Regions from separate parts of the Mus musculus genome. Here all the other regions are linked to region 1. Evidence: chromatin contacts called from public Hi-C, HiChIP or PLAC-seq and promoter capture Hi-C data. All regions are on one chromosome and are shown on one strand. The core of a region is the stretch at or near the end of the contact, and the rest is flanking DNA. Distances in the headings are between cores, read along the strand shown. Region 1 holds the start of Mdh1 (malate dehydrogenase 1, NAD (soluble)). Region 2 holds the start of 1700093K21Rik (RIKEN cDNA 1700093K21 gene). Region 3 holds the start of 1700030C12Rik (RIKEN cDNA 1700030C12 gene). Region 4 overlaps Xpo1 (exportin 1). Region 5 overlaps Gm12059 (a long non-coding RNA gene). Region 6 holds the start of Cct4 (chaperonin containing Tcp1, subunit 4 (delta)). Region 7 overlaps Commd1 (COMM domain containing 1).

Region 1 (3,105 bases), core at 371-2,870:
CTAAGGGTGAGGCCAGTTCCATCTAGTGAATAACAAACTCTACACTCTAACTAGGGGCCCTGGATCTCTCTGACCTTGGGAAATCAAGGACCATGACAGGCTGTTTTAAGATTAGATGAAACAATCCTTAAATGCCCCTTTAACTTCAGAATTTCAACACTCTGAATGACATGTAACAAAGCTATCAGATGTTACATGCTGATTCTGTGGACTTATTTCCTAAAGGGGATTATGAAGTGATTTGCCAAACACATAATACAATCCTGGTAAATGGGAAGAACAAGAGACCCTAGGTGCAAGCCTTATGACCTTGAGCAACTCGCATTCTGAGTCTCAACAAATTAAATTTTAGTATTTAAAGTGGGGTTTTGGATAAGATGATTGTAAAAAGGTTTTCATATAGGCCTAACAGCCTAAAGTCTGAAGTTCTTGGATAACTAGTGCCACTTTATTACTAAAATTATTAAGACAGAGACTGCTTAAGCCATAATTTAAATAACTACTTATGTGTCAAAATAACTAGGCAACAATGACTGGAAATTAGTAATTATTCCCTTAGGGTTTCTTATAGAGATTGAGGGAGTTTTTGTCCTTGTTTGAAAACATGTCTCCTTGGGTTCTGTGAAATTTCCAATTCATCCAAAAATTTTCAATTCATCTCACATTTCCCATCTTGATATTAAAGGACAACACGTATTTTTAAAATGTAAATTTCAAAGTACTTAGCAATTTCCAGTCTGGTGGCAAATGTCACCTTCAAACAGCATGAAGATTAGTCCTACGTCAGAGCTCTCTTTCACGTCACCCCCCTCCGCCCGCTGAGGACAAGATAGATCTAGAGCTTCAACAAGATGGTTACGTTACATCTGCAAGGAGGCCTTCAGAATTTATGACAGAGTAGTAAAGAATATCGGCACTGTTTGACTAGCGATGCTAGTCCTGTCATTACAAACGGAGATCAAGAATAGGTTTTCAGTAACATTTGTTTTCTTTTAAATCAAATATGGTGGAAACATGTCTCCTGAAAACTGGGATCATAACCTGGAGCACTACCGGTAAATCAACATCAGAGGCCTATTCTTTCCAAGAGCTTAAGAGGCAAAATAGTGTTAGGACCTAATTCTTCCCCTCCCATAATTCTCATCCCCCACAACAAATCCTTTAAGGTCCTTCGGAGAAAATTTTGTCCCTCCTGCGCAAGGACTGAGACCCGACTTTCCAAGGACAGTGATTTCTCTAGAGTCCTTGCGAACCCCTTTCCAGTATCTGGGTTACTGCGACAGTCGTGAGAATGAGTCAGATTTTGCAAACCGCGCGGAGGACAGCTCCCGGCATTACTGCTTTTTAAAAGCGCATCAAGCGCAGGAGGAGGCCGAGAGGCCGGAGCTGCTGCAGGTTCCAGGAGCCCACACTCACCATTATTGCAAACTGCAAGGCCGATCTCTGCACCTGCAAAAGGCAGTCTCCAGCAGTCAGGTCACCTCTACAGCGGAACAGACTCTGGGAGAGAACGCGGGGCTGGCCCGCAAAGGTTCGGCTGGAGACACGGCCCTTTCTGGGAAGTGTAGTTCTTCCGGCGACCTCTGGCGCCCACCTTCGTGCATTCCTGACAGTGCTAAACTACAATTCCCCCAAACCCCTTCTTCCTACGCGCCTCGCTGCAAAGTAGTCCCGGGGCTGAGCCTCGGTGATTGGAGCGCGTCTGTGAGCAGAGGGTTGGTGCTTTGAGTGAGGCGCCTGCCTGATGGCGCTCAGCAATTGGCAGGAGAGGAGGCGTTAACTCGAGGGAGGAGAAACGACCCCTGAGCGACAGCACACGTCGCTCCACCGAGAATCTATCCTCCCCCAAGACTAAACAAGGGCGGCTAAGAGACCTTCCGTTGCTTAAAGCCCGCTCGACCCGGAAACAAAACCTTTTAAAAACTCTCTCAGAGGCGGGAGGAATTGACGCTTGCGGAAGAACGGGCAGCTTCACCGTTGCTAGGCGACGAGGCAGCCTCACCTGAGCGCTCTCCAGACCAAGAGCTTGTGGAGCTGTGTTCTCACGTCCCAGGCTGGTGAGCTCGGCCCCGAGGGTTTTTATCTGGGGGTCAGAACAGGGTGCGGCACTGATGCGCGTATCCTGAATCCGAAGCCGGTGGTTGTGGGCGACCTCCGGAGTCCCCTGTTAGTGTCAGGAGCGTGTGGATGCCACAGTTTTCAGGAGGGACGAAGAGTGTCTTGCAGTTTGAGTCAGTGTAACTTTTCCAAAGTAAAGTCAGAAAGTTTTGTTTGTGGAGTGAGCCCCTTCCTTGTGTTTACTTGTGGTGTACCGATCTAATTTTCTTTGCCGACTGTGAATATTGACACTTTTTGCTCATTCTCTTTTTGGAAACCTGTTACTTCCAGGGGAAGTTGGGAGACACTGATTGTTTCAGGCGAAATGTTAGCAGCTAAAACATCTCAAGAGGCTTTCATTTAAAATGAAAGTTGTTAAGGGAAATCTGTATTCTCCGTTTGTTGTACGGATATTCGAAAACATGTGCCTTGGAACAGACCAATGAATATGCTCTTGGTCTAACGTCAGAATTTTCTGTCACTATTAAATGGATGGTGGATGGCTTCAGTTTTGTTTTTGGAAGATTTAGTATTTGGAGAGAGAAATATGATGCCTTAGTCAGGGCTTCTATTTCTGCGATGAAACACCATGACCAAAAGCAGGTTAGGGGAAAGGATTTATTTGGCCTACTCTTCCACATTTTGGCCCATCATTCGAGGAACTCAGAATAAGTAGGAATATGGAGGGCATGAGCTGTTGCAGAGACCATGGAGGAGTGCTGCTTATTGGTTTGTTCCTCATGGCTTGCTAAGTCTGCTTCTTTATAGAACCCAGGACCACCAGCCCAGAGATGGCAGCACCCATAAAGGACTGGGCTCTTCCCCATCAATCTGTAATTAAGAAAATGCCCTATGGGCTTGTCTACAGCCCGATCTTTATGGTGGAAGCATTTTTCTTTTCAATTGAGAATTCCTCTTAACTTAAGACTGACTGTAGCTTGTGTCTGGTTGACATAAAACTAGCCACTTCTGGGTCCAATAGCATTTAGGTTTCAATAGACTGTAGGG
Region 2 (3,105 bases), core at 206-2,705, 1.9 Mb after region 1:
TTGTGTGTGTGTGTGTGTGTGGTATATAAATATACAGTCTCTTATCTGACTGGGTGTGTATAGAGTTCAGAGACTATTTGTTGCCAACTGGATGTCATTTCTTTGTTGTTTTTGGGGAGTGGATGGGATCAGTTGCTGAACCTGAAGTACACAGCTCCCCTGGGCTAGGGACTGTCTGTCTTTGCCCCCAGCTGGGGTTACAGACATTGCTATCATACTTACCATTTTATGTAGGCGCTGGGAGCCAAACTTGGGGTGTCATACCTTAGCAGCAAGCCCTCTCCCCAGTCCCTAGACTTACTTGTCTTGATCTTCGGGTTTGTCCATCTCTGCATTAGCAGCTACGCAGCCTTCGCCTGTACAGAGGGTCTTCAGTGGCTCTTCATGGTTGTGACCTCTGTAACTGAAATAACAAGAAAAACTTCAAAAAAGAAGACTCTAAGGCATGGTATGGGACTTTCACTTTTAAACAGGAAACAGGCACTTTTAAAACTCCGAAGTTGGGGCTGGTGAGATGGCTCAGCGGGTAAGAGCACCCGACTGCTCTTCCGAAGGTCTGAAGTTCAAATCCCAGCAACCACATGGTGGTTCACAACCATCTGTAATGAGATCTGATGCCCTCTTCTGGTGCATCTGAAGACAGCTACAGTGTACTTACATATAATAAATAAATAAATAAATAAATAAATAAATAAATAAATAAATAATAAATAAATAAATAAATAAATAATAAATAAATAAATAAATAAATAAATAAATAAAACAAGTGGAAGTGGAATACTTACTACAATACTTATTCTATTTCAATTTGGGTTTTGAGACAGCGTCTCCCATAGCCTAGATTGACCTAGAAATCTCTGTGTAATAATGACCTTGAATTACTAATCGTCCTGCCTCTTCCTCCAGAATTCTAGGATTACAGGTGTGTGCCACCTGTTTATATCTGTGTGCCACCAGCTATCTAAAATTATTATATATTATTTCTATATATACTTGCTACGTGCCTTGAGATCTACTTTGAGTATTAACATGGGCTTATACCATTTATATAGAAAAATTGCCAGTAAGAGGAGGATACAAATGAAGCAGATGAGCAGGATGAAGAAGAATGTGATCGCTGTGGTCTCGAAGGCCATGGTGTTCGTTGTGAAAATCTCCTCTATTTTCCCAGTGTCACTTTGCGTAAACATTTTTGTTCAGCCTAGTTTGAATGCAGATTTCTTGTTCTTTATGTTTTCTAGAAACAGAAGAACAAAGAGGCCGTTTTCAGTGTTGTTCTCCCACTGAGGAGCTTCAGAGTCTCAGCTTACTTTGGTGGAAGTGACTCACGCTGCCTAATTTCTCTTCATAAAGGCAGTAAGAGGCTGTGGTGGCTGGAGGGGAGACTGAACTTGGACCCACTGCTTACTCAGGCTGACTCCCCCCTCATCCCAAAATTGCCAAAACCCAAAGGAGTGAGGACTTGGAGCAGCTGGAGACAGACCCAAGTCCTGATTCTTCTCTCAGTGACCTCACAGAACCATGGAACTGCTGAGCTCCAGACCGTGGCCTGAGGGCAGGAAGGCCACCAACTTCTCTGGGGCTGTGGACTATGGCCATTCTCTTGTAGGCAGAGGGCATTTGGCATTATCTTAGTCAGTTTTTAGACAAGTATTTTCCAGATTGTAGCTTTCTTCTCCTGACTCAAACCCCATTGATCATCCTTTCCACAGGTGAGATTAACTGACCCGCTTTTTTTTTTTTTTTTATGAAACTCACCTCGATCAGCTGGATGAGGGTATCTAAGGGCTTCTCTCCAGGAGGAGTGGCCTACGCTCTTTATTCCATCTCACCGTGCTGGCTTCCTAGAGTCACAACCAGGTGCTGTGAAGGCCACAGCTCCAGGAAGCAGGAGTAGAACAAGATGATAAGTCAGAAGATAAAGGCAGGCCTGACCTAACCAGGTAGGTAGGGGGTAAACCCATGGCAGAAAGGGCAGCGCTGCATTTTCCTAGATGAAAGCAGTTTAAGAAAGGATGTAACAATACCGGGCGTGGTGGCACAGGCCTGCTACTGGGGTGATGCAGGCTCAGGCAGGAGGATTATGCTTAAAATATCGCTTATCAAAACCCTGCTTCAAAACAAAACACAGGGTAGCTTCTGCCAACTCGAAAGAGTCCAAGGTGAGGCTGGTCAGGGCACTCGGTCCACTCTGCGTTGTTACTTCCAAGGACCATAGATGGATACTTTGTACTGAGCAGAAATTTATTCCTCACCTCTGGAAGGGAGAAGCTTGAGATCAAGGAGTCTACAGGTTAGTGATGGGATGGGATGGGCCCCTTTCTGCCAGTCACTGCCTTGCAACGTCTTCCCTAAGGAAGGAGTGCTCCATGCTGTGTGCTCCACATCCTGTGACAGACGACAGACTCTCCTCTACAGACCTTGTTTATGACCATCCACAAAGGCCCCACCCTGCTGCTCTGGGGACAGAGTGTCAAAAGTGAATTTTAGAGAGATACTTTCATATCACAGAAAAGGTCTTTGGCCAGACCTTTTTTGCCTCATCCAGAAGGGCTTCACCTTCTCCATCTTTGTGGAGGGGGAGGGGGACTGGAGGTCAAACTGAGGACATTGGTGACTAGCACCTAGCAGAGTTGTAACAATCCTGGTGGGCTCCTCGATGAAGGTACACAGCTTTCCCCACACTCCCTGATCCTGTGGTTGTGGGCCTGAGTCTGTTCCTGTCTTTCTACACATAAAGGTTGCTTCTGAGAAGATAGAAAAGATTTATTTGGATCTACTAATGGTTGTCCAAGTAGATACATATGCAAACCCAGTATACTCTGTCCTCCTTGTGGACACTGTATCTCAGTATGAAGGGGAATGGGCCATTTTCAAGCCTTACTGTGAGTATGAGGCAGACAGCAGTGGTGGAGGCGGGTGGACTTCTGTGAGCTGCTCCTGTTTCCAGATTAACAAACACTACAGACAGACAGGGTAAGCCTGTCCCTGGGTGTAGCCGCCAGCAGCTACATGAACTGAGTTCCTGAAAGGAAGGCTGGGGCTGCATGAGAGAGATGAGAGAAGAATGAGACCAAAACAAGTACTGATCAAGGCCCAAAGTTT
Region 3 (3,105 bases), core at 365-2,864, 1.9 Mb after region 1:
TCCAAAGAACCCAATCTTAGGATAAAGTCCCCAAGGGAGGGCTGACAAGATGGCTCAATGGATAAGGAACTTACTGCTGGGGCCTAGTGACTTGAATTAAATTCCTGTGTCCTTGCACCTCACATGCCCACCATGGCACACATGCCCACACACATAATAGAATTAAGACAACAAAGATAAGCTAGCAAGAGGCAAAAGCACTTGCTACCAACCAACTCTGCCTTCTACACGTGCTACGACACCCAAGTATGTGCGCACACACACAGAAATAATTTTTTAAGTTTTGAAATAATTAAACATTTTTAAGGGAAGCAGGCATCTGTGGAGGAAGGGTGGCAGGTGGCAGCTGCATTAAGGCCCTAGTCACAGATGCTGGTAAAAGGGCTTAACTGAGAAAGAACTGCCCCTCAGGCATCTAGAGTAGTGAAGTGCAGCTTTCAGAACATAGCAACACCAAGCACATCCGAACATCAGCTACTGCTACTAAACGTTAAGACTGTACACAGGGTGTCCCCAACCTGCCTCTTGCCAGGACCCCCATTACCTTTCCAGGCCAGCTTGATGTTCCACTCATAGAAGAAAATAAGCTTCCCTTTGCGGCTGTTACATGAAGCCTCACCTTCCACCTGTTTCAACTCACTGATCTCACATCGGCCAGCCTCATTCTCCATAGCAATGCCAACCAGGAGCTCTCGGAGCTTCCCCTTGGACCAAATGGTGGCATCCCGCTCTGTCCTGCCAGAGAATAGAAAGACAGGTGAATGGCCCAGCTGGTCTCCATCTGAGCAGCCAGGATGCCATCCAAACCCAGACCAGGTGAGTCCTGGTATTCAAGCAGCCTCCAACTCGCAAATGTGCTTCTCTGACGAGGTTTCTACTAGGTATCTTCTAAGCCTGTTGCTCAGTTTCTTAAGACACTATTATTCACCATATAATAATGGGTAATCTTAAAAACAATGGCCCCGGGGAAAAGGGTCCAGCAATCTCCACCCCAGGAAATGGATTGGCTAAGCTGCGGCCACCTGTAACGGTGGTAGTCATTTAAATAGCCTTAACCACAATATCAGTTATCTGGCATTTCCATATTTATCTTATGCATTCTCTCTAATGTTCTCATCTAAGGGGACAAAGAGCAGCCTGAGACGTCAGTGTCCTAATCATAGAATCCAGCCTAGAACATAATTCTTTCAGGACAGCTAAGTCATCTTATGGTGCAGTCTGGGCTCTGCTTCCCTCAGCTTTCCCCAATGCCCGCCAAAGAGGCAGACATCTCCCGGTATTCCTGAGACACAAAGGGGGGCAGATAACTAGTGCAAACTGAGACAAAGCAAAGAAAGTGAGATCCAAGTCCCTGCCTTCCTACTGCACACGGACACAGCACCGTCGGCGCACGCACGCGCACTACGCATCTCAAGGCCGAGGATGGCTGGGTGAGGGGCGACCGAGGCACAGCTGTCCGGTAGGGTGAGACAGAAGTCCCTTCTGGAGCTCGCCCAACTTCAGGAGGAGCCTGAAGCCGTAGGACCAGCGCAGTTAGGAACCGTCTCCCGCCACGGGCAGCCGTGCTGCGGCGCCGCGCGGCCCTCCCAGGAGCCCGCCCGCCTGCTCGCGCCCGGGGCCCACCGCACCAGTGCCAGTTGTTCACGTTGGTCCCGTCCTCCCGCTCCTCCACGATCCAGCGCGGGTCCCCCTGGCCCCACTTGGCCATGGCGGCGCTGACGACGACGGCCCTGGTAGCGGGAGCGCGCGGGTTTCCGGCCAGAAGGTCTGTGAGCCGATCGCCCGCAGCTCCCAGAAAGTGCCAGAAGTCCCCGCCCCGGGCCGCCCCGGCCACAGCCTGCCCCGCCCCCCGCTGTCCGCTCCCCGCAGCCAGCTCCACCCCACATCGACTCTGCCCCAAGCCCGGTTACGCCCCCAATATGCCACACCTCTGGGCGCCGCCCTCTGCAGGCTTCTCCCCCACCCCACCCCCGACTTCGCCCCGCCTCTCTGCCCTAAGACCCCGCCCTATGCCTCCTGGCGCTGTCTTCTGCTAGGCTCCTCCCCGACTTCGCCCCGCCCCCCGGTCCTAAGGCTCCGCCCTGGCCCTAGCCCTCCGCTTTGTAACCCCTGGTTCGCCTTGTTCTTGCCGCTGGCTCCTGCTGCCCAGCGAGGCTTCTGGCCAGGGCTTTCTACGAACGACCGAGACTCCGCCCAGGGCTCGTACCAGAGCGGGTTGTCCATTTTCTGAGGCCCTTGGGATGGGAGCTGCGCAGGTCCCTAAGCAGAGGCCCGCGAGGGTTTACTGAAAGAATGCTTTTTTTTTTTCCATGCAGTGATCCTCTAGAGACAAAAGATCGTGCTTGCAAGTGCCTGGGATTGTGGATACAGTTACAATAAGGGTTTATTAATTCTTTCCATCGTTTTTCACCTTCTAGCAAAAACTGAAGCCACCATCTGGAAAGTGTTTCTTAGGAGATTATTTTAACAAATAAAATAGGTAGTTCAATGGGAGATGGGGAAGGACCTGGCTGCTCTGTGCACTTGCCATTCAGTGGTCTGCTTATCAGCAAAACAAGCTGAAAGGGCTATGGTGTTTATTGGAGCTATTGCATTTCGATGTGTTCTTCGAGAAGTTACATCATTCAAACTGCTGAAGCAATGCTGTGACCCCCCCCCCCAAATCAAACGGCATTGTTAGTTCAACTGATCATACCAAAGGCACAGCTGACAGAAGGCAAGACTCTAGCGATGATTGGCGTGTACTTTGTGTGCCTACTTTTCATCCAGTTCTTCTGTTTGCTCCTGATAAAACATTTCATGATAAGATTTAGATATGTTCATTTGAACCTGACAGAAAATAAGACTTCTGAGGGTAGAAGCTGCTACAATCACTAAAATGTATAAATACCAAAATATACAAGAACTACTCCCAGTAGAAATAAATTTACTGGAATGTAACTCGATTGTGAGTCTAGGAGACCAATGGACCCTGAAGCACTCTTCAGATCTGCGATTTAAAAATGACCTCCAATAAGACATTGCAAAAATGGGAAAGAAACAATGGAAAAAGTAAAAGAGTGGGGAAGGTGGCCCCGAAAGAAACTGTCCTAGAAAAAGTACTGG
Region 4 (3,105 bases), core at 369-2,868, 1.7 Mb after region 1:
GAAGGCCTAGGCAATAACATCTATCCCCAAAATGGACAGAAACTACACCTGTGTTGTATTTCCAATGCTTTCTATTATTTATTTTTATTTGTCTTGGTTTTTTTTTCCCCTGTTTTCTTTTTTTAAGATTTATTTATCTATTTTATGTATATGAGTACACAATTGCTCTCTTCAGACTCACCAGAAGATCGGATCCCATTATAGATGGTTGTGAGCCACCATGTGGTTGCTGGGAATTTTACTTAGGACCTCTGGTATAGAAGCTGGTGCGCTTAACCACTGAGCCATCTCCAGTCTTGGTTTTGTTTTTTTCAAGATAGTTTCACTGCATAGTTGTGGCTGGCCTCAAACTCACAGACATAAGCTTGCCTCTGCCTCCTGAGCTCTCACTCCAGCTGCCAGCCAGGACTATACATTGAGATCCAGCTTTACATTTAAAAAGTAAAAATAAAAGTTCAAGTCAATACTAACACAGGGCTAATGATCAGTCTAAATTAAGACCCTGTTTCAAAGATGAGAGGAAGATGAAAAAGATGAAAAGAAGTAAGCCTGAGTATTGGGAAAACAGATATGGGAAGATCAACTCTAAATTCAAGACCTGTGTAGTATACAGTGTTTCAGGCTAGTTACTTTCTTAAAAATAGCTTTGGAGGGTGAGGCCTTCAGGATCATCCTTAGATATATAGGAGTTTTATTTAGGCCAGTCCAGCTACAGGAAATAAGAAATACTGTTGTTCTATTATTAGGCAGAGGGCAAATGATTACTTAATTTAAAAAAAAAAAAGAAAGAAACAGAAACTATCAGTAAAAGCTAAAGCAGTAAGTGATCCTTTGAAGAAAATGTACCTACAGATGTATGGATTTTCTTTGTAAAAAATAGAGGACAGTTGCAAAGAAAAAAATTCTGAATTGGAGATGTCTTAGCAATTATGACGAGCCCTTGCTGCTCTTTCATGCCTACAGAGTCCTGGGTTCAGTTTGAAGCACCCAAGTTAGATAGCTTTTGACACCATTACCTGTTCATCTTTTGATCAGTGGGCTTTCACACACAGGTGACAAACCAGACAAATGAGTGGCAAAGTTTAAAAGGTAGCTGTACAGTGGTGGGTACATCTTTACTCTCAGCACTCAGGAGGCAGAAACAGGCAGAGGTCAGTTCAAGGACAGCCTCTTTTTTTTTTTTTTTTTTTAAAGAAAGAAAAAAGATAAAATTCAGAAGATTAAAAATAGGTAATTTAGGCAGGCTTTCATGGTCCTATACTCCTAGAACTTTGGAGTCAGGACCAAGAGTTGAAGTGTGCCTGGTGGCTTCAGTATTTAGCCAGGCTGGCCATAGCTTCAGGCAATTGTCATGCTTTAGCTTTAGGACCAGGCAGATATATCTGTTTCATCAAAGAATGCCTGGCACTTGGTATACGTTGACTATAAAATTGATGTGACAGAGGGAGATGGATGGCTACTTCATGGCTACATAGGTCTTGATTGCTCTAAGCTTAAAGTCAAAAGCATGGAAGAGAACATCGTTAACATTTTTTTGAAGTGTTTACTCAAACCTAGGGAGTTTTGTGTGTTAGGCAACTGCTTTACTATTGAATATTGAACTATATCCAAAGTCCTAATTGGCATTCTTTGCAGTTGCCAGCACTGGTGAAGGAATTGGAGTTTGAAACTGTCTCTGCTCTCTACCAGGTCCTGAATGTTTGTAGCATAGAGTAAAAGTATGTCTCTTTCTTGGGTTGTTTTGTTTGTTTTGGTTGTTTTTTTGTTTTTTTTGTTTTTTTTTTTTGGTTTTTCGAGACAGGGTTTCTCTGTGTAGTCCTGGCTGTCCTGGGACTCACTTTGTAGAAATCCACCTGCCTCTGCCTCTGCCTCCCAAGTGCTGGAATTAAAGGTGTGTACCACCACGCCCTGCAAAGTGTGTCTTTCTTGAATTAAGAGTCACATTCTAATTCCAGGGTGTTCTAACTCCTTAGTGCTGGAATTAGATTCATAAAATTCCTTGCCTAATTTAATTTTTTTGTTAATTTTTTATGCATTATATTTTTATAGGAATAAAAAAATATGTTGTTGGTCTCATTATCAAGACATCCTCTGACCCAACTTGTGTAGAGGTAAGGAAAATGTTAGATTTTAAGTTTTATTTTATTTCATTTCAGTGTTTGTTTTGTGTACACGTGCAGGTGAGTGTGTGTACCATGGGTGTGGAGATCAGAAGACAACTTGAGTCATTTCTCCCCTTCTCTCCTACTAAGCTTGTGGGTCTGAAGATTGAATTCATATTTACTCTGAAAACCATCTCAGATGCCCCAGAGATTTAATGGTTTTATAAAATTAAATTTATTTATTTTAATAATATTCTGTGTGCGTGTTTGTAAACACTTGAGTGCTATTTGAGGTTACAGGGCAATTTTTGGGAGTTGGTTCTACCATTACAGATGTAGAGACTTGAACTCAGGTTGTCAGAGTTGTTGGCAGTTGACTTTGCATGCTCAGCTACCTCCCTGGTTCCCAGAGAATGTATTAAAGAAAGGAAAATAATTTAAATGTTAGTCTGTTTTTAATAGTCCCAGGAGCATGTATATTTCTAATAGACATTAACTATTTTCTATGCTTATGTTTGTATTGAATTCTAATCTGACCCCTTTTCACCCTCCCTAGAAAGAAAAGGTGTATATTGGGAAATTGAATATGATTCTTGTTCAGGTAAGCTTCATATTAGCCATCTTCATCAGAAAAATTAAATGATTAGTACTTGGATCTTTTCTTATCCTATAGATGAATATATTTTTACAATTACTTTTATTTTTATTATGTGTAGATGTGTTTGTCTGCCAGTGAGTATATGCATGCAAGTGAAGGTTTCCACAAAGGTGTGAAGGCATATGAAACCTGGGCCAGAATTAAAGATGGTTATTACTGACATGGGCCCTGGGAATTAAAGTCAGGTTTTTGGTTAACATTTGATAAATCTGTGGTGATAAAGATCAACAATTATTTTAAGACTCAATTATATGGATATAATTATGATTTGGATTACAGTATGGAGTTTGAAATTTTCAGTGGGACTGGATTCTTAAACTTTGCCTGCAATTGTGCATTTATTTC
Region 5 (3,105 bases), core at 239-2,738, 1.5 Mb after region 1:
ATTTATGTTAAGCCAGGCAAGGATATATGCCATAATTAATAAACGGGCATCCTTCTGATTTTTTTCCTTTGCCCATTATTTAACTGGTTGGTTTGAAAATGTCTGACTTGGTAGTCCTATGTGGCTTCCAGGCCTTCCAAAGTTTTTCGCCCCCCAAACTTCATGATTCTTGTCTGCTCTGTGAAATTATATATAGTTTTATGTCAAACTTACCACTCAATCCCTATGGAGTTTTTTAGTCAAGACAATGCATTTACATTGCTTTACTTCAATTTTTTTCTGCTAGGGACTAAACACTGAGCCTGTAAACATGACTATAGACAACTGTCACTTAGCTGACTCTCCTGAGCTGCAGACTACACCTTACATTCTACATTCACAGTCCATGTTCCCAAACTTCAGCCAGGCGTGGCGGCACAAGGCGGGAATTCTGCTCTGAGAAGCCGAGAAAACTAAGCTCCAGGCCAACCTGGGTTACAGAGTAAACCCAGTTTCTAAAACAAATCTCCTATCAGCTCTTCTACTCAAATGTCCTGCTAATGCCTCAAAACCAAAATCCATTCGTTTCAACACACATCATTCCAAATTGGTTATCAACCTTCATCCCAAACAGGTTTGTTCTATTTGGTTTTCCAATAGAGTGATTGGCCGAGGTGTCTCCATACTCAGCGTCTGGGTCTGGAGGATGGCCGTTTTGTCCCGATGCTCCTCACTCTTCCTCAAGGGCTAGCCTGAGCCTTCTTTCTGCAGAACCTGGCCTCGTCTCCCTCCACCTCCCATCCTAGGGCTCTGAGGAAAGCCTCGCTTGCCCCTGGGTCCTACCAACCAGGAGCACGAACGCGCCTTGCGAACTCGCGTCAGCACTGCCCTAGACCTTCAGTCAGGGTACAGATCACCTCGCCCACTAGCGCTGAGCGCACCGGGCTGGACCGCCTCTGCACACGCGCACAGCGGCAGGGCCGCTCTAGGCACGCAGCGCGGTCCTGTCTCGTTGGTACCGGCGCTGACGGCGCCCGCCCTGTACGCTGGAGCGGGAGGCTGTCCTGCGTGCTGTTCCCACGCTCTTCTCCACACCTCCGCAATAAAGGCGCGGGCGGCGCGCACTCCAGCGGGAAGAGGGATCGCACTTCCTCAGAAGGCTAGAGGTCCCTCCCTCAGCCGTCACGGCTCCCCCCCATCCCCCGTGGCCCTTAATCCCCTGGTGCGGGGGCTTGTTTCTAAGGCGCTGAGCCCTTCACCTTTCCGGAGCCCGGCATGGTGCTGGCAACGCCTCTCTCATCGCCTCGTTTTAAAAATAATGCGTTAAAAAAATTCAGTTTGCTATGCGAACAGCATTCCAACAGTACACAATTATATCCGAAATAGTTAAGCAATAAAAGAAAAAAAAAATGACGGGCGTTGTTGAGGCAGGAGGATTACTGCGAATTCTACTCCACCTTGGGCTACATACCGAGATTGTGTCAAAAACCACGGAGTGGGGGAAATTAAGTGAAGTAATCGTCTACGTTGGGAACCAAAGGTATAGTCAAGGTCAGCTTGAGACATGCCTGGGCTACCTAAGGTGGCTCTGCCCACCAGAGTGGGACACAAAACCCACAAGGATGAGGGTATTGTCATACTGCTATGTAAATGTAGAGTTTTCAAATATGCACAAAGGGGTTTTTGGTACCTGTTTTTCCAGGTCTTAGATACATTTTAAGTGGTCGTATGGCTATTCTAGTTGTTTAAAGAACCCATAGTTACTGGGCTTTTAAGGTATTTACAATTTTTCATTTCTACAAGCAGTGATAGATTGCTAGATCAAAGGGAATGCCCATTTGTAAGATTCTGAACCTTAACAGAGGCTTCCTAGAAGTGTTCTTATTAAAATGCATTTTCCCAGTAAGTATTAGAATGCTGCGTGACAGCATGAATCATTCTGTTACTAGTCAGCCTTTTGTCAGACTCTTGTATGAATTTGCATTTTGTTACCTAGGTATAAAACTGAATACTTTCCATATACTTACTGGTTCTTTATGAATTCCTTGCTTATAAGTTGTTTTCTTTATATTCGAGGTATTAACATTTTTAAAACTTACAGTGCTTTTGTATATTAGCAATATTAACTTTTATTTAAAGATTGCAAAAATCGTTTGGCTATTAAAGCCAGTAAGGTTTAGTTTGTGAAAGGTTTTAACTTTGTGGTAGGCATACCTAATCAAGCTTCCGTCCCTCTCCAACTCCCTGCTTACCTGATTGCATTTCCGTATACACTTGCAGGGTTTTTATTGTACATGTGCACATATGTCGTTTACTTCATTTGAAGTTTACTTAAAAGGAGTAGTCTTGCACGCGCTCGACTGGCCAGGAAGAACTGGTGCTGCTTTTATAGGCCTAGGAGGGGCGTGTCTCACACCCGGATTGGTTATGCACTAAGCCTCATTTGCATGTTCCTCATCTGATTGGCTACTCTCTCTCAGTACCTTACAGAACCTCATTATCATACCTCATTTGCATGTCTCACATCTGATTGGTTATACTCTCCGTACCTTACAGAACCTCATTATCATGCCTGGGCCAGGCAGTGTCTTTGCAAAAAACTTTACTGCATATGTACACATTGGTTGTTTGTCCAATCTTATGCGTGGTGGCCAGCAGTAGTCAGTGCCACTCTGCAACGGCACATGTGGCTTCCCACAGAGTAGGAGTTTTCAAAAAGCTTCTCTTTTTTTTTTTTTCTTCCAAGACAGGGTTTCTCTGTGTAGCCCTGGCTGTCCTGGAACTCACTTTGTAGACCAGGCTGGCCTCAAACTCAGAAATCCACTTGCCTCTGCCTCCCGAGTGCTGGGATTAAAGGCGTGCGCCACCATGCCGGGCCATAAAAAGCTTTTTTAAAAAAGGGCTGGTGAGATGGCTTGGCTGGTAAAGGCCCTTGCTTTGAAGCCTCGGGTCCTGAGTTGGATCCTTAGAACCCACATAGTGGAAGGAGAGAACCAACTCTGACAAGTTGTGATATGCATCTCTTTCCACATAGTAAAATAATGTAATAAAATGTAAAAGGGAAAAGAGGGGCTGGAGATGTAGTTCAGTGATAAAGTATGTTGCCTAGAATCTTCCAGATCCTAG
Region 6 (3,105 bases), core at 293-2,792, 1.4 Mb after region 1:
TGCGTTAGTTATTTCTCTGTTGCTGTGATAAAACTCCATGACCATGCCGGGTGGTGGTCTCACCAGCCTTTAGTCCAAACTTTTTGGGAGGCAGAGGCAGGAGGATCACTGGGAGTTTGAGGTCTACAGAGAGTTAGTTTCAGGACAGTCAAAGCTACACAGTGAAACCTTATAACAAAAACAAACAAACAAACAAAAAACACACCACAACCACAAGGAAGGCAATTTATAGAGGGAAGAGTTTTGAGGGGTTTTATGGTTCTAGGACTTCATGATCACTGGGAAGCACAGCAGGGAAGCTTCACAACAGGTAGGCATGGAGAAGGGAGAGCTCACATCTCATATTGTGAAGAGGAAGCAGAGCACAAACTGGCTGGTAGCTTTTGAAACAAACTCAGCCTCCAGTGATATACTTACTCCAGCAAGGCTACACCTCCTAAGCTTCTCCAATCAGAGCTACCCACTGGGGACCAAGTATTTGAATGTCTAAAACTAGGGGAGACATCTCAAATCACCACAGTACCAGTACCTGTTCTCTTCATATAAGTCAGCTGTCTCAACAACCATAGAATATTTGTGTGCTTCGAGGGAGGGGTAAACTGGTCTTTGAAAAAGACGTGTCCCCCAAGGGGAGGCTTGAAAAGTTCATCTTAGTCTTAATAGAGTGAATGAATGTAAATGCTTCTCATAATTACAGGACTAAGTCCATGAAACAATTGTTCGTTAACCTACCGCAGGCATCTGGCACCTTATGGCTCTCAATTATTAACTGTGAACTACCACTGAATGAGTATTACCTATATAAACTCTGGTGGTCAATGATCATGATTATAGAAACCTTGGAAGTTTACCTAAGGACAGAGTCCTGGCTCTGTACTGGCTTCCACTGCCTTACTGGTTGACCTTGGGCTTTAGCTTCATCATCCTTTAAGTCTAGACGATGACACCTATTTCATGGGATTATGAGGATTAGTGTGGGGGTGGGGTGGGGGGGGTAAAGAGTGTAAAGATTTCACACTTTGCTCAGCAGATAACTATTAATCAGTTATTAGAATGTTTATGTTCCCTAAGAGTCAGTGGTTATGTTTATGGAAGAGGTCTTAACTAGAAGGCAGACTGGATTTGATAGGCAGTCACCGCCCCACAACTATTACGATTCTGTGCCGTCTAACTAGTGTATTTAAATCCCTAGGCAGTCAAAATATATACAAAAGGGAGGAAACTATTCATGGCACATCTCTCCTCCAACACCTTTACAAAGTGAATAAACTAGGAATAGAATTTGGAATTTAGACATGGATGTCCGTAAAAGGCCGGTTGCACCACACCCACTCCGGAACAAAGCCAGAGCTGTCACAGCTTCCTCAACAGCACTAGCAGAAGCTAAAGGCTCGGGTCCATCTAGAACGGCCACAGCCACGCCTATAAAACCTCCCGCTCCATCTCAGGCACAGGGAGGGGTGGACAGTCCGTAGCCACATCTCCGCGCGCAAGCTGCGCAGCCGGCGTGCGGCAGACAGCCCCTGACGTCACACCCGCGCCGGCTCTCCAGCAGGCCCCTTGCTCGGCTTCCGCCTTCTCTCCCGGCGTCGCTTTCTGGAAGGTTCGTGGAGGAGGCGGTCAGGGAGACCGTTACTCCACAGCAAGCCGGAATCCGTGTCCATCCGTCCTCCTGAACCCGCGCAGACGCCACCAAGGTCGCCATGCCGGAGAACGTAGCTTCCCGAAGCGGGGCGCCCACCGCCGGGCCCGGCAGCCGCGGGAAAAGCGCCTACCAGGACCGCGACAAGCCAGCCCAGATCCGCTTCAGCAATATTTCCGCGGCCAAAGGTATCACCCGGTCGCCGGCCCGCCTCCGGCGGAACGGCCCAGCCTCGCTGTGACCTTGGCCCTGGGTGGGTTGTGTTCCTTCAAGGTGGTCTCGTTTGCAGCTTTCTGCTAAGCACTCGGAGCGTGGAGGCCTCGGACACGCCCCATTGTGGGACGCCGAGCTCCTTAGTTCGTCTCCTGCAGGCATGGGCGGTGTTGGTCACATTGGCGCAGACAGCCGTTTAAAATACTGAAAGCAATGATCCTTGAGATCTGACTCTTAAGAACTAAAGCTTGGCTGTTTATCAAACCTAGTGGTAGACGACACAGTATTTTGAGCTTTCAAATAAAATTCATTTTACTTTTTCAACATTTTCAAAAAAAGTTCATTTAACTTATGAACGTTCTTTGGCTCCGTAGTACTAATCGGATAGTCACTATAAATTCCCTTAAACTGGCAGGTGGGCGACATAGGGTTGTAAAAGCACGTGGTGAAAACCAGACAGGCCGAGTTTTATTCTCAGTATGTGCTATTTGACGCGTCTGACGTCTAAAGCAACAAAGCCTTAAGAGATACTGCCAGGGTTTATTTGGGTTGGAGACAAAGATGCATGATTTGGGAAGTGGACGGGGTGTTGTTTTATCTTCTGAAGGTCCTAGGATCCAAGAAACTCTTGACTTCGCAGTGCAGCTGTAAGTTGGGTGAGGTGACAGTTGATTTGCAGGGTTGCTGGGAGGATTAAATGTGAAAGTGTATGAAGTAAACCTGACAAGTACTGCAGTCACCAGTCCAGGTGACTGGAATGTGTTGGTGCTGTGAGGTGTGTGCGCAGGATGGGCCTTAAGGAGTTGGAGACGCCAAGCTGACCAGGTGCTCCATGTGAGAGTCTTTTGGAAGTTTGGAGTGAATACCTGACACCTGGAAGTTTATTGAGTTCATTAATTACGTTTGTGGTAGTGGAGTCATTGGGATGTTGAAAGATGAATTCTAGAGTCAGATGAGTGACCAAGAGAGTGTACACTCTATTAAGAAATGAGTTTACTTCAGGCAACCATCTTAGCTAGGGTTTCTATTATTGTGAAAACACAGGTTATGTGGATTTAGTTATTAATTTATGTATATGGGTGTTTTGTCTGTATGTATATTTGTACACCAGAAGGCATTGGATCCCATAGAACTGTGTTTATATGTGGTTGTGGGTGCTGGGAGTTGATCTCAGGGCCTCTGGAAGAGCAGCCATCTTTTATCCATCTGCTGAGCCATCCCTTCAGCCCCTCAACCTGCTTTCTTATGAA
Region 7 (3,105 bases), core at 400-2,899, 1.4 Mb after region 1:
AAGAAATGTTGTCAGGTAAATAGACAGATGGGAAGATAGTGATTAAAAAGTAACAAAACTGAGCAACAATAGTCATACAGATGCCAGAAATATACTAGTTACAGTACAACTATTTCCTGTATTTGAAATTTTTTTACAATAAAATATAGTATGGAAATTACTTTTTTTTTTTTTAAATCAGGGGTTAGAAAGATTGGCTCAATGATTAAGAGCAATGGCTGCTTTCCAGAGAACCTAGATTCAATTCCCAGCATCCACATGGCAGCTTACAACCATTTGTAGCTCTAGCTCCAGATAATCTGATGCTTTCTGCTGACTTCTACATGCACTAAGCACACAAGCCACTCACCCACCCACTCACTCACCCTCCCACTCACCTGCCCATACACTTACCCACCCAGCCACTCACCCACCCTCCCACTCACCCACTAACTCACTCACCCACCCACCCACTCACCTACTCACCCACCCACTCACCCACCCTCCCACTCGCCCACACATGTACTCACTATTCAATCTTGAATCTCCTTACAGTACTCCTTTCAATCAACTGCTAGAGGCCTAAATGGAACCAATGTCTAGATATAAAAAAGCCTGGGTTCAATCCCCAACAACACAAAACTGGTAAATTATCAGGTGCTGTTTGTACCCACTGAAAAGCAAAAGTTTTTTTTTTTAAGCACCATGTCAAAGCATAGACTAAAGTAATTTTTTCTAAAAAGGTTGCAGTCTTATGACTAGAAGGTCCTAGATTTGCATGAGCCTGACCCTCAGCTTGGTGCTGCTGAGCTGTGGTATAAATTTGTGGTATATAACCCAATGGAAACCTTTGGGTCACTGGCATTTGCCCCTGAAAGACATTATGTAGCCTTATTCCCTTCCTCCCTACCTGCCCCTCTCCTTCACTCTCCCCATCTCTCCTGTCCATAAAGTAAGCAGTCCTGCTCCACCACACACTTCCAATACAATGTGCCACCCTCGTCCCCAGACAATGGTGCCAACTGATCACGGACCCAAACCTCTAAAAGTGGAAGCCCAAATAAGCATTCTTTATAAGTTTATTGTCTCAGGTAAGTAACAGGGGGTGGGGCTTTCTGAATTATGTAAAGAGAAAATTAGGTTTCTGATAGTATTAACTCACAGATTTTGTGTAACTTTTTCACAAAAGTTATCCCTGCACTTTAACTTTACAGTTGCCACTGAGCATCCAAGAGAGGATGTTCCTTTAAGAAAAAGACACTGAAGCCAGGCGTGGTGGCGCACGCCTTTAATCCCAGCACTCGGGAGGCAGAGGCAGGTGGATCTCTGAGTTCGAGGCCAGCCTGGTCTACAAAGTGAGTTCCAGGACAGCCAGGGCTACACAGAGAAACCCTGTCTCGAAAAACCAAAAAAAAAAAAAAAAAAAAAAAAAAAAGAAAAGAAAAAGACACTGGATTCAAATAGCTATGGTGCATTCCTTGACTAGGTCAAGTTCCAGAAGAGCAGTCAGGCATCTGCAAGGACATTCCTAATTTAAAGACTATTCTCTTCTCTGAGTCTCCTCTTCTCTTTCTGAGGCCCTGAGATTGAACCTCGGCTCCTGTGCAGGCCAGGCCACTGTTGTTTTAAATGAAGTTCACTGCCTCGCAACATAAGCCAGCTTACAAAGTGAACTCTTCATAAGAGGTCCTTGACCTCTCTCAAAGGGCCTCTTCCTGAGTGAAAAGTTCTTTGCTAGAGTGAATTATTTCAAAGCTAAATGAAAATAATAATATGCAAGTGAGAAAAAGTAAATATTTTCTTCCCTTTCTCATCCCAACAAAAGTAAATATAAAATTGTATAATGTATACAATGTTTTGAGAGGTCTCTTTTCTTTGATAAAATAACCAAAATGAGCGGCATAGAGTGCTAGCTAGCAGCTGAACTAGGGGCCAGGTATGCATAATAAAGGTTTCTCTCTTATGTCTTTTGAAAGTTTCTCCAATATTAGGTTTATTTTTTACCTTTATAAAATTTTTAAATAATTTTATTATTCTGTGTTTTATGTGCATGTGTTGCCAGCATGTACTACATGCATGCTGGACTCTATACCCAGCATCACAAAACCCTGGCATGATTGTGCACTCCTGGAGAGGCCCATGGAGCAGGTCAGACATTCTTCACCATGACCGGCTGTATAGTGAGTTCAAGGCCAGGCTGATACATGTAAGACTTTGTCTATACAAACGATTTTGTTTGTTTGTTTGTTTGTTTGTTTGTTTTTTTGAGACAGGGTTTCTCTGTGTAGCCCTGACTGTACTGGAACTCACTCACTCTATAGACCAGGCTGGCCTCAAACTCAGAAAGCCACCTGCCTCTACCTCCCGAGTGTTGGGATTAAAGGCGTGTGCCACCACGCCCGGCTACAAAAGAATTTTTTAAAATGGAAGAAAAAAAATCTGATAAGAGCTACAAACTTTCATTGTAGAAAATAGCATTTATTTGCTGAATGGATCTCAAGGGAATTCCGAAACACCCCAGGCTGTTGCCTGCACTATGAGTTGTTCTCTGACAAACTGAGAGTAGGGTCCCTCTGCTGAAGAAAAACGCTAACACAACTCATTAGACATGGAGGCGGTAAGCTGGTTCCTACATAGAGCCTTTACCCGTATCCCAGCATCTTTGGTGGGGGAAGGGACTGTGCATGCTATCAAAAGAGAGCATAAACAGTCCCCACTTCCCCCATATCCGCTCCCTCTCTCTATCGCTCTTCCCCCTTCTCTTTCCGCTGCTACCTTGCCCCTCTCTCTCCCAATAAACCTCACGTGGAAGTGTTTGGCCTGTTATAGTCCTTCTGAAGCCGCGCAACATTCAAGATCATAACAACCACTAAGTCTGATACTGTCATTAGCATCCATGATTCAAGAAGGAATGAGATATTCAAAATAGCATAGTGTCTGCTTTTATGTCCTTTAATTTCATGTAAGACAGATACTAAACAAGCAAATATGGGTTCATCAGTTAAGAGTAAATACTACTCTTGCAGAAGACCTGAATTTGGTTCCTAGCAACCATATTTAGCAACTCACAACTGCCTGTAATTCCAGCTAAAGGGAGATCCGCTGGTCTCCATAGTCATGAGCACA

The links. Promoter capture Hi-C pulls out the DNA fragments that hold promoters and counts their contacts. A called contact is a pair of places that touch in the nucleus more often than the background predicts. HiChIP or PLAC-seq counts read pairs in DNA pulled down with a chosen protein or histone mark.
Region 2: a contact with region 1 is called in a promoter capture Hi-C map of liver, with 4 times the contacts expected there. The contact joins the promoter of 1700093K21Rik here to the promoter of Mdh1 in region 1. A contact is called at or near these places in 4 of 39 promoter capture datasets (hippocampal neurons, liver and pre-B cells) and 1 of 484 Hi-C or Micro-C datasets (CD4 T cells).
Region 3: a Hi-C map of uterus shows a contact between it and region 1. The contact joins the promoter of 1700030C12Rik here to the promoter of Mdh1 in region 1. A contact is called at or near these places in 5 of 39 promoter capture datasets (hematopoietic stem and progenitor cells, hippocampal neurons, liver and 1 more) and 2 of 484 Hi-C or Micro-C datasets (CD4 T cells and uterus).
Region 4: a contact with region 1 is called in a promoter capture Hi-C map of liver, with 2.6 times the contacts expected there. The contact joins the enhancer-like site here to the promoter of Mdh1 in region 1. A contact is called at or near these places in 6 of 39 promoter capture datasets (cranial neural crest, hematopoietic stem and progenitor cells, hippocampal neurons and 2 more) and 1 of 484 Hi-C or Micro-C datasets (myocytes).
Region 5: a Hi-C map of the N1E-115 cell line shows a contact between it and region 1, with 12 times the contacts expected there. The contact joins the enhancer-like site here to the promoter of Mdh1 in region 1. A contact is called at or near these places in 3 of 39 promoter capture datasets (hippocampal neurons and liver), 1 of 484 Hi-C or Micro-C datasets (the N1E-115 cell line), 1 of 115 datasets of contacts at active chromatin or transcription factors (astrocytes) and 1 of 9 other capture datasets (adipose tissue).
Region 6: an H3K4me3 HiChIP or PLAC-seq map of embryonic forebrain shows a contact between it and region 1, with 4 times the contacts expected there. The contact joins the promoter of Cct4 here to the promoter of Mdh1 in region 1. A contact is called at or near these places in 11 of 39 promoter capture datasets (the 3T3-L1 cell line, the C10 cell line, the HPC-7 cell line and 8 more), 3 of 484 Hi-C or Micro-C datasets (cardiomyocytes, myocytes and nephron progenitors), 3 of 115 datasets of contacts at active chromatin or transcription factors (cardiomyocytes, embryonic forebrain and forebrain) and 3 of 9 other capture datasets (adipose tissue, liver and macrophages).
Region 7: a promoter capture Hi-C map of hippocampal neurons shows a contact between it and region 1, with 5 times the contacts expected there. The contact joins the enhancer-like site here to the promoter of Mdh1 in region 1. A contact is called at or near these places in 5 of 39 promoter capture datasets (the C10 cell line, the HPC-7 cell line, hippocampal neurons and 1 more).

What each region holds. Positions count from the first base shown.
Region 1 is chr11:21,570,314-21,573,418 of GRCm38.p6, forward strand. Mdh1 (malate dehydrogenase 1, NAD (soluble)) reads right to left here and starts at 1,621. Exons shown (of 9, transcript NM_008618.3): 1 at 1,417-1,621. The coding sequence starts at 1,419. It overlaps Wdpcp (WD repeat containing planar cell polarity effector), which reads left to right and starts at 1,968. Exons shown (of 18, transcript NM_145425.3): 1 at 1,968-2,057.
Region 2 is chr11:23,517,740-23,520,844 of GRCm38.p6, forward strand. 1700093K21Rik (RIKEN cDNA 1700093K21 gene) reads right to left here and starts at 1,456. Exons shown (of 5, transcript NM_026105.4): 1 at 1,330-1,456; 2 at 1,042-1,237; 3 at 302-403. The coding sequence starts at 1,136.
Region 3 is chr11:23,496,147-23,499,251 of GRCm38.p6, forward strand. It overlaps 1700030C12Rik (RIKEN cDNA 1700030C12 gene), which reads left to right and starts at 1,615. Exons shown (of 3, transcript NR_166706.1): 1 at 1,615-1,765; 2 at 2,316-2,439. Ahsa2 (AHA1, activator of heat shock protein ATPase 2) reads right to left here and starts at 1,893. Exons shown (of 9, transcript NM_172391.4): 1 at 1,629-1,893; 2 at 545-735. The coding sequence starts at 1,708.
Region 4 is chr11:23,274,378-23,277,482 of GRCm38.p6, forward strand. It overlaps Xpo1 (exportin 1), which reads left to right. Exons shown (of 26, transcript NM_001035226.1): 6 at 2,050-2,111; 7 at 2,659-2,703. Among named protein-coding and RNA genes, the nearest start is that of Xpo1, 20 kb to the left of the region's middle. Within about 2 kb of position 1,619, at least 3 of the 459 cell types and tissues checked have an H3K27ac peak or open chromatin away from gene starts, as enhancers often do. A contact at or near this core is called in liver, where this site is marked.
Region 5 is chr11:23,066,888-23,069,992 of GRCm38.p6, forward strand. Gm12059 (a long non-coding RNA gene) reads left to right here. Exons shown (of 2, transcript XR_872307.2): 1 at 1-1,530. Among named protein-coding and RNA genes, the nearest start is that of Gm12059, 3.4 kb to the left of the region's middle. Within about 2 kb of position 1,489, at least 31 of the 459 cell types and tissues checked have an H3K27ac peak or open chromatin away from gene starts, as enhancers often do. A contact at or near this core is called in the N1E-115 cell line, where this site is marked.
Region 6 is chr11:22,989,051-22,992,155 of GRCm38.p6, forward strand. Cct4 (chaperonin containing Tcp1, subunit 4 (delta)) reads left to right here and starts at 1,543. Exons shown (of 14, transcript NM_009837.1): 1 at 1,543-1,830. The coding sequence starts at 1,704.
Region 7 is chr11:22,943,097-22,946,201 of GRCm38.p6, forward strand. The region is part of intron 2 of Commd1 (COMM domain containing 1); the gene reads right to left. Among named protein-coding and RNA genes, the nearest start is that of Zrsr1, 27 kb to the right of the region's middle. Within about 2 kb of position 1,650, at least 4 of the 459 cell types and tissues checked have an H3K27ac peak or open chromatin away from gene starts, as enhancers often do.